3 separate regions of the Mus musculus genome follow, and all the other regions are linked to region 1. A link is a contact called in public Hi-C data. All regions are on one chromosome and are shown on one strand. The core of a region is the stretch at or near the end of the contact, and the rest is flanking DNA. Distances in the headings are between cores, read along the strand shown. Region 1 holds the start of Cdh8 (cadherin 8). Region 2 has its middle 61 kb from the start of Gm23494. Region 3 has its middle 150 kb from the start of Gm15679.

The links. A called contact is a pair of places that touch in the nucleus more often than the background predicts.
Region 2: a contact with region 1 is called in a Hi-C map of cerebellum, with 4 times the contacts expected there. The contact joins the enhancer-like site here to the promoter of Cdh8 in region 1. A contact is called at or near these places in 2 of 39 promoter capture datasets (hippocampal neurons and liver), 3 of 484 Hi-C or Micro-C datasets (cerebellar granule neurons, cerebellum and cerebral cortex) and 1 of 115 datasets of contacts at active chromatin or transcription factors (embryonic forebrain).
Region 3: a Hi-C map of cerebellum shows a contact between it and region 1, with 3 times the contacts expected there. The contact joins the enhancer-like site here to the promoter of Cdh8 in region 1. A contact is called at or near these places in 1 of 39 promoter capture datasets (hippocampal neurons) and 3 of 484 Hi-C or Micro-C datasets (brain, cerebellar granule neurons and cerebellum).

What each region holds. Positions count from the first base shown.
Region 1 is chr8:99,415,047-99,418,066 of GRCm38.p6, forward strand. It overlaps Cdh8 (cadherin 8), which reads right to left and starts at 1,425. Exons shown (of 12, transcript NM_007667.3): 1 at 1,036-1,425. A330008L17Rik (RIKEN cDNA A330008L17 gene) reads left to right here and starts at 1,628. Exons shown (of 5, transcript NR_132435.1): 1 at 1,628-1,731.
Region 2 is chr8:98,612,387-98,615,406 of GRCm38.p6, forward strand. No RefSeq gene overlaps it. Among named protein-coding and RNA genes, the nearest start is that of Gm23494, 61 kb to the right of the region's middle. Within about 2 kb of position 1,630, at least 4 of the 459 cell types and tissues checked have an H3K27ac peak or open chromatin away from gene starts, as enhancers often do. A contact at or near this core is called in cerebellar granule neurons and cerebellum, where this site is marked.
Region 3 is chr8:98,860,370-98,863,389 of GRCm38.p6, forward strand. No RefSeq gene overlaps it. Among named protein-coding and RNA genes, the nearest start is that of Gm15679, 150 kb to the right of the region's middle. Within about 2 kb of position 1,477, at least 7 of the 459 cell types and tissues checked have an H3K27ac peak or open chromatin away from gene starts, as enhancers often do. A contact at or near this core is called in cerebellar granule neurons and cerebellum, where this site is marked.

The DNA.
Region 1 (3,020 bases), core at 175-2,674:
GCCACCACCACAAAACTTTGAGAATTTTACAGCATTGGGCAAGGTGAGGTTTTAGTCTTAGGAAGAAGGAAAAAAATCGGAGGAATTGTTGGATACCTGTTGGTATCAGCATCGGAGGCATCACGTTTACCCGGTTTACCAGGCTTGGCTAGAGCCTTAGGAAACCAGGGTAGGTCTCTTATGAACCTGTTACCACGCTGGCGGAACATAGCCAGGAGTCCCTTTCGCCTGCTGTCTGGCAGGGGCGCGGCTGGACCCCCAGGGTTGGCTAAAGCTAAGCACGGAGATCACTGCGAATCTTTATGCACTGTGGGCTCTGGGATAGGGAGAAGTCATTGGGTGCTTGGGAGGGCTGTGGATGCGGGCTCGCTGCTACTGACTGGTCTGTCTGTGGGTCCTAAGCCAGTGCAGAGCAGCATCTTGATGACTACAGAGTGGCTAGGTGGCCCCGGAGCTCCGCAAGTTTGCAGCTGGCACCGCGCCCCCGGGCTGGAACAGACACTTGTGGAAAATCCTGGCGCTGGGGCTTTCGCAGCAGAGCGGTAGCCCTCGGCCCAACCGAGGAGGTCGCCCTCCCACGACTAAGAGGTGGGGACATGCGGAAAACAAGGAACCTGCTCCTCTAGCCTCTCAACGCGCTTTCCTCTCGAGCTCGCTGCCTCCTCTGGGCAGGAGGCGAGTATTTCCCTTTCACCGCACCGACCCCGCAGTGAAGGCGCACCGCTGCAGCAGCGCCTGCCTGCGTCTCCAGGGTGAAACCGACAAGCGACTGCAAAGAAGGAACGGGTGGCGCGGGAACTGGAGGTGGGCAAAATGGGGCTCCGAGAGCAGTTTGCAAAACAGGTTAGGTAGAAGGCAACCCCATCAGCTACAGAAGCAACGAAAGGAGATGCGGCTCGGAGGGTTATCAGTGCTAGCGTTCCTCCATCCCCCAGGTGCGTATGGTGAGTGAGGGCGCGTGGGAATTCCTAAAGGAAGCAATCCCCTCGGCTCTTCCCCGCCCGGAGGCGTACGCGGATAGGGGATAGTACTTACTCAGGTCGGGCTCCGGGATGCGGAAAAGCCTCAAGACTCTGGGTTCATAAATGGCTGGAGGAGCTGAGGGTCAGTTCCCGAGAACAGCTAATGTCCACGAATCCCCGCGCGCAGGGTAATCTCCTCCGGGTCGCGTTCATGCCTCTCAGAGCTGTGGAGCCTGGTGCGGGGATGCGAAGCCGGCGCGCTGGGCTCTGCGTCCACAGCCTAAAAGTACAGCTCCGGTGTTGACGCTCAGGTCTATGCCCAAAGTGACAGTGGCGGAGCTTGGAGGAGGTAGGGAGATTCCAAATCCATCCACTAATTCTGGGCCGAGCGCTCCGGCTTGCGAGCCCGCCTGCCTGCCAAATGTAACTGTGAAGTGATGTGGAAAAGTGAGCCGGGTGCCTCCCCTGACGGATCTCATTGGGCAGAGCTCAGAGGCAGGTCTACCACTTGGAAATTCATGTAAGCAGTCCCCCACCCCGCCCCCTCCCTGCCTTGCCCCTGCGCTCTCCCGCGCTTGGTTTCCACTCCCTTTCCTCCTACCAAGAGTGCGCACAACTTTTCGCTGGTCGCTCACGAGCACGCCCAGCGCGCCTCCGCCGCCGGAGTCACCGGGTGAAGATGAGCCCTTCCAAGCTTTGCGCGCAGCCCGCCGCGCCGCCAAGCTCTTGGATAAAGACTGCTGGCAGATCAGAAAAGGATGCGCAGGAGGTACCCTCCAGCTTTCTCTCTCTAGGTCTCACCTGAGCCCCAAGGCTAACATTATCTTGAAAAGCATCTCAGACGCCCAAAGCTGGTTTCTGTGGAGGGCGAGGATGCGGCAGCGCGTGGACCATTCACCTTTTCCCTCATTCTGAAGACGTCTTGCATAAGGAATTGCATGTTTGCAAGACCACTGCCTGATAAAACTACTGGTTTCATGGGGGTGGGTCGATCAGTCCTAATGCCCTAGGGTTGCTACTCCTTTGGGAGGCGGGGGGGGGGGGGAAGGGACGGAGGGGGGAGATAAGGGACAGTAGAGGCAGTCAAGAGAGATTTGCAGAGAAGTGAATGGGCAGGAAAAGGGTAGAACTTGCTGTGGCCATAAAGAGAGGGTCTGGAAAGCTGTGTCAGAGTGGCTCTGACATGCTGCCCTCCCTCCCCCCTCAGGGGGAGAGTACTGTCCTTGCATCTCCCCTTTTTCTACCAAGTGATGCCCTACCCTTGGATTGCCCAGTCTAATGATAGAATTTCGTAAGCACTCAGTTGTTTTGTTTTTTTTTTAAACAAAACAAATCAAAATCCGCACCCAAGTATAAGCCAATGCATATAGGGGCCACAGACCCATAGACCCAGGTCTCTTTTCTTGTGGCCATCAAGACTAACACGTGGAAATATTCAGCGGCATCGATCTCTGTTTGTCATTTAAACACTGTGAAATACATGACAAATTAAACATCCCTTACCTTTCTTCAAAACTCTCTTCCATGGAAGACAGGGGTTTATCTGTTTTCTGACTCACTAGACTAGACGTGAGCTCTGAAGATGGGTTTTTGACCATCTGGGGACAGAGCTGCAGCAGAAGGGGTGCAGAGGAGCAGACGCACGGGCTGTGGAGCCTGTACTGTCTGACTCGAATTAATGAGACGCAGTGAGCAGAATGGAAAAATAGGCACAATATGCTTATAATACTTATGCAAATTTGGCTTTTTGATGCTGTACCTAACCTCTCACGGTAAAAAGTTGAAGACATTGGCTATCAGGTTATTATCTGTTTGATTCACATTCTCGTTACCCTAAAGAAAGAAACTTGGTAAATTATTTGGGTGGGGGACACTAAAGAAAGAAACTTGGTAAATTATTTGGGTGGGGGACACTAAAGAAAGAAACTTGGTAAATTATTTGGGTGGGGGACAAGGGGTATTTTACCCCTCCAGCAGTTGCTGTTTGTTCTCTATTCAAAGGCTGTGTTCGCTTATGAGGAGGCATTCTGGCTTTGGCTAATTCTGTCTTAGAAAAGA
Region 2 (3,020 bases), core at 380-2,879, 800 kb before region 1:
CTTTTCCTTTTGTTGGGTATTTCAGCTAATTTCAACCATGTTGGGCACTGGGAACCTCTTGCTTCCGTGGTATCTGGGACTTTAGAAAGTGGCTACCCCTAGTTCCCCACCTCCAACTGCTACTTGTTTCTATTCATTTTCACAAATAGACATTATTGTGGTGGCTCATACACATAATATTTGGGTAGCGCTCTTGATTGCTTAACTTTCTCAGAAGCTGCTATGACATTTTCTGGTATCAAGGAAGCTAGCTTTCAGGGAGGAGGCACCCAGATCAATTTCAGATAAGGGGCTTCTAGACTCTTGTGTTTGATGTTCATAGTGTCTTCACTAATAGTGACTAATTATTCACTTCTGGAGGGAGAAGGCAGCCAGAGACAATAACAACAGCTTGTGTATTCTAGGAATCTTGAACAAACTTGATCAATTACTCAAAGGAAGGCTTCTCATTCCTGGTTTGAAGTTTATGTAATCTTGAACTTTTTTAGTAAGCATTGTATCAAAATCTATTGAATCCAATTAGTACAAATCTAGGGAGCTCATCCAGCAGGTCAGGGGCAGGTTTTCAGTGTTTGTTCTCAAAAGAAAAGCACCTCTATATTTATCATAAGCCAGTAATCGTCAATAGCTGCTCAGAAGTTTCTCTCCATACATCCTGGGTGTTTGACCTGGCTTGACCTTGTACAGATCTCATATAGATAAACACATTTGCTGTGAGTCAATGTACACATTAGCCATGCCATTTTTTTTAAAGCATTTCACAGTACAGCTCTGCATTTTCTGGCTATTGTCTTATTACCTAAAAACTTATATTATCTTAATGGATAATGAATAACATGTAGACTGGTGGAATACAAGAAAGATTGGAGTCTGTGATGTTAAGCATGATTGAAACTACTACACTTAGAATTTTCCTTCACCAATCAAAGTTCCTAAAACTCTGGCATGATTTTTTTTCCCCTAATACCAAATGCCAACATTTGATTGTTTTAAATTAAAGCATCTTTGCCTTTATTTCAGGTGGAAAGAGTATAATGTCCCCTGTAAGGCAACAATAAATGGGATTTACTTAAAGGACCTTTTGCTCTACACATGAACATATTGGTAACTGCTCATAGTATTTCTGTAAGAACTGACTAAGACAAAGTTCAGATTTTATTAACAAATTCTGGATTTATTGCTGATTCTGACTTTATTGAGATACTGGAGAAGGAAATAAGCTCAAATATATTATGAAAGAACCCTGCTTGCATTGATATTTATTACATAGACCTATAAGTTTCCAACTTTTGCACTTTCAAATACAATTAAAATATATATCTGTGGTAAAAGTGACTTCTCCAAGCAAATGAGTCTTTCTTTGGTTGGCCATATGTGCCCACAGCTAGTTGACAACAGTCAAGTGAAATGGCATACTCTTAATGTTAGTTAACAGGAGGGATGAGATGTGTTAGCTAGGATGCTTTCGTTTTCCACAATGACATTTTCTTAGTTCTTCCCACTTGCTTTATAGACATCCAGGACCCATGGCTTCTGGATACTAAAGGAGGAATGTAGTTAGGAGAGAAGGGTTGAATCTGGCATGCTTCAGCGCCATCTGTTCACTCTCCGAACCCACAGATGTTCCATACCAAAAAACTGTGTAAGTTAAGGCTTAACATGCTCAGTGGGCACTCAGAGCCCCACCTGCTGGAGCATCTCTGTGGGGTGCTGTGGAAGTATGACAAGGATGCCAGCATTCCTGCTGGACTTGATGCAGGAAAGACTTTCAAAGTGGAGGAGTCTCCTGCTATCTTCAATAGCTCGCTTTGCCAAAGTGCACATTTGAATGACTTCAGCACAGGCACAAACTGTACACCATGGAGAGAGTAAGGTATGGTGGATTGAACATTGGACAATGAGCCCAAATGATTTGGCCACTGTTCCTGGAGTCATCACACACCCTCTTGGTGACCTTGTGGAGTTTATGCAACATTTTTCTGCCTTCAGATTTTTCTTTCAACAAAGAAAGAAAGAAAGAAAGGATGGAAAGGAGGGAGGGAGGGAGGGAGGGAGGAAGGGAGGGAGGGGAGGAAAAAAGAAGAAAGGAAAACAGAAACAACAAAAATCATGGATTTCTTACTTCTCTGTGTTTCCAGAAAGATTTCTTTGATGCATGCATTTGACTATCTGATGTTTCAACTATTCCAGATTCTGGTAGGGAGTCTGATAAGTTCCATGTACCATCTTTAGAAAAATATTGACATCCCAAGGTTAACAATTGCATTAAAACTACTTTTAACAATGTAACTTCTGTTCAGAATCATGTTTCAAAAGTCACATCACAATCATTTTTGAATACCAGACACCTTTGTGTCCTAAAATATAAAGTTAGCTGTAGTAAAATTTCTACGACCATGTACTTGTATTTTCATTATGAACAGGTTGTAAACATTATTTACATTTCTTAGTTCATGTTGTCTACAATTAAGTAAAATACAGAGAAATTGAATGATACAGTTGAAAATTTTCACCAGTTATATTTAAATCCTATGACAAAATAATCTGGACTTTTTTTTTTTTTTTTTTTTACATGAAATGCCAGCTGGCTTGTTAGTGTGTTAGCCAGGTTAAAAGATTTAAAGGGAGAGCAGGGCCTATGAAATATGATCTTGACTTATCTAAGATTTGAAAAATGTAGCTCAGTTCAGAAGTCTCTCTGGCATCGTTATACTGAGGCATATGTTGAGTGACTAACAGAACAAAAAAGAGAGATAAGAATGAAAATGGACTTTATTCTGTTTCCTACTGTGATCAAGTATATGGCTGACATGTTGAGTAATATATACAGATATGAACTGTGTAGAATATCAGATTCAACTCCTAAAGGAGAGTATACACATAAGAATAAAGACATAAACACTAGAATAAGCTGAAATCCAATATACATTTATATGCACTAGCTGTGCCATATTAACAATCGGCTCAATATTTCCAATTGCTTTGACTTTTCATTTGAAAATTTGAAATAAGTAGTATCT
Region 3 (3,020 bases), core at 227-2,726, 550 kb before region 1:
ACCCAGTGTTTTACTAGAGGAAAAGGGAGCCTGTTTTTGTGAATATCCTGCTTTAGGATGGGTGCTCTGTGACAAGTTGGCAGAACTGGGTCTTTTTTCATATTTCAATTTGTCAGTGGCCTGTGAAACTATAATACTAAAGATGAATGAGATGGCCCAGTGAGTAAAGGGCTTGCCACATATGCCCGAGGACTTGAGTGCCACATCTGGAACCTATCACATAATGAGACAAATTATTCCTTTAGTGCCCAACCCCCACACTCATGCGCGCGCACATGCACGTACACACACACACACACACACACACACACACACACAAGCATGGATGCACTTGCTCATGTACACAGTACATCATATATACACAATAACAATGAATAATTTTCAAACAACAATATTTTCTAACTCATTAGTTTAAGCTCTAGTGTCTTCCTTCTCAATTGTCACCTTCAGGACCAATATGTGAGGAAGTTGTTAACCCAAATGTGTGTGAGAGAACTCTTTGTGTTGGCAGCAATAATTCCGCAAGTGCAAGCATTTTAATAGATATTCAGAATAAGTGTGTCTGTTTTGTAATTACTTAGAGTCTTCTATAATCAGGTATACGTGGCTCATACAAGTGAGAAGAAAGAAAGCAAGCACATTTGAAAAAGTCTCAGTACTCTTTCTGAAATTTATAAATGTTTGGGCAAGATAATTCTGAACCAGCATTAGAAGGTAGGGATGAGTATTAAGAAGTGCTGTCTAAACGGTGCACATCTAATGGGGAATATCCCTGGTTGTCTTTCAAACTGCTGTGATAGACTACATGCAGATGTTACCAACCAGTTCTGTAAAAAGACCTCCCATCTTTACAATCTAACTTTCAACTTATCTTTTACACTTTAGGCTACAAAGTCACAGAATGGTCCAATTGTTCATCAGCAATTCACTTGCAGCTCCTATGAGCTTTTCCGTTCTGTGACTGTGAAACCCGAGGAGCCAGGAGACAGACACAGAGAGCATCCCTGTATACTGCCAAGGAGCAGGGATGGCCTTGGCATTGAGCCTTCAATGGACACCGTGTTTTTTTTTTTAGTGAGAGTGTTTTTCCCTCTCATTCCTCACCGATGAAGTGAAACCTCCTTCAGCATACTTTTCTGATGGTTGTTTTTGTCATAATTTCCAATAATCTCTATTTAATATGGTGTTTCTTTTAGAATCTCCAGATTCTAACTAACAAAGATTATGTAACTAACAAAGAGTATGCATCTACATTTTGATTTTATGTCTTTCTGTAACAAAATTTTTATAAAGGCAATAGGGGCTGGTGTCTTTCACAGTCCTAGGTCTCACTGGAAATGGGAGTAATGTCATTAATGAACACAAGTAGGTTGGTTTTTTTAATGGAAAAAAAACGAAAGAGTGTTTTTCCTTACATTTTCTATTTTACACCAGAAGCCTTTATTTCCTTTTCTGCTGGGCTGCCACCTGTCCCTAGCAGATGCTTCCTTTATTAATCCTTTGACAGCGACTGCTGCCAGCTCACTCCCTGAATTCTCACTGCTTTTAGCAGTCAAACTTCTTTTCATGAGTTAAATTATTCAGTCATATTTATGTTTTCTTTATGTGTGTCTCTGTCTGTTTCTGCCTCTGTTTCTGTCTCTGTGGTACTCTCTGGTTTTGTGGTGTGTGTGTGTGTGTGTGTGTGTGTGTGTGTGTGTGTGTATGGTGGGTGTGAGTGTATGTGTATGATGTATGTGAGTGTATATGTATGGTGTGTGTGCATGAGAGTGTGTATGTGTGTGTGTGTTATATATGTGTAGTGTATAAGTATGTGTGTGAGTGAATATGGTATGTGGGTGTATGGTGTGTGTATAAGAGTGTGGATAGTGTATATATGTAAGTGTGTGTCTTTATGGGAGTCTTTCCTAGCCTCTGCATTTTACTGCCTTTGATGTAGTCAACTTTATTCTTAAAGTCCAATAGAAGAAAGGAGTGGAAATTTTAAATCCTTGAGAATGTGAAACATTGGCTTAGGTTCTCCTAAGAGGCAATGCCTTCTCCTTGATTGCTTTCTCTGTGTATAGAGAAAAGTGTGGAAATGTGTGACAAAAATGGAAAAGACCAGCTCTCCTTGCTTCTTCTGGGAAAATTAAGAAAACCTCATAATGAAGTTATGTCCACTGTCTTGGACTAAAATAATACAACCATTCATATTTGTCCTCAAATCTAAATTACAATTCCAAGAATATTCTCTGCTGACTACTTTTGTGGGACTAAGAAAGTGTGTAATATGCTTATAGATGAGAAGCTCATATGGCTGGTTGGATATTGAGGACTCACTACATGTCCTTAATAATGCTGACACAGCATGACCATCCTCCATGGAAAAAGCTTTCTGGCAATCAGAGTTCTAATATACAGTTTTAAATTTTTAACTGTTAAGAAATCTATATGCAGCTCTCCTTATACTTGAACATCACTTACAAGTGATTATGAGTTAAATACATAACTTTTTGATGCTTACATTTCTAACCTGTAATACAAGGATGACTAATATCATGCTTCATGTTGGAATATCTTAGCTTTAGAAACATAAAATAAAAGAGAATGGGTACCTACATTTGATACAAAGCACATTTTAAACAAATTTGGAATCATGTGATTGCATATTTTCTGACAGTTTTTAGTTATGTTTCTAGAGAAGATAATTATACAGCTGTCAAATCTTTGATGGAATTTCTTCATATTCTGTTTTAACCCTTTCAATTTTTACTAAAATCATAAATGCAAATATTTTCCAATATACTTTACTGTGTCAACAAACAAAAGCTGTTCCTACATTTTTATTAATTTCTATTACTTGTCCTCATAGTTCCTGATATCCTCTTAGACAACATTGTTCAGAGAGGGGATACCTACTTCAAAGAGTTGATTGATCTGAGTGTCCTGAGTCACAACTAGGAATTCTGACTACAGTGGAATATAAATAGAGAAATCAATGACTTGGCAACTGGACCTATGAATTACTAGAATGAAAG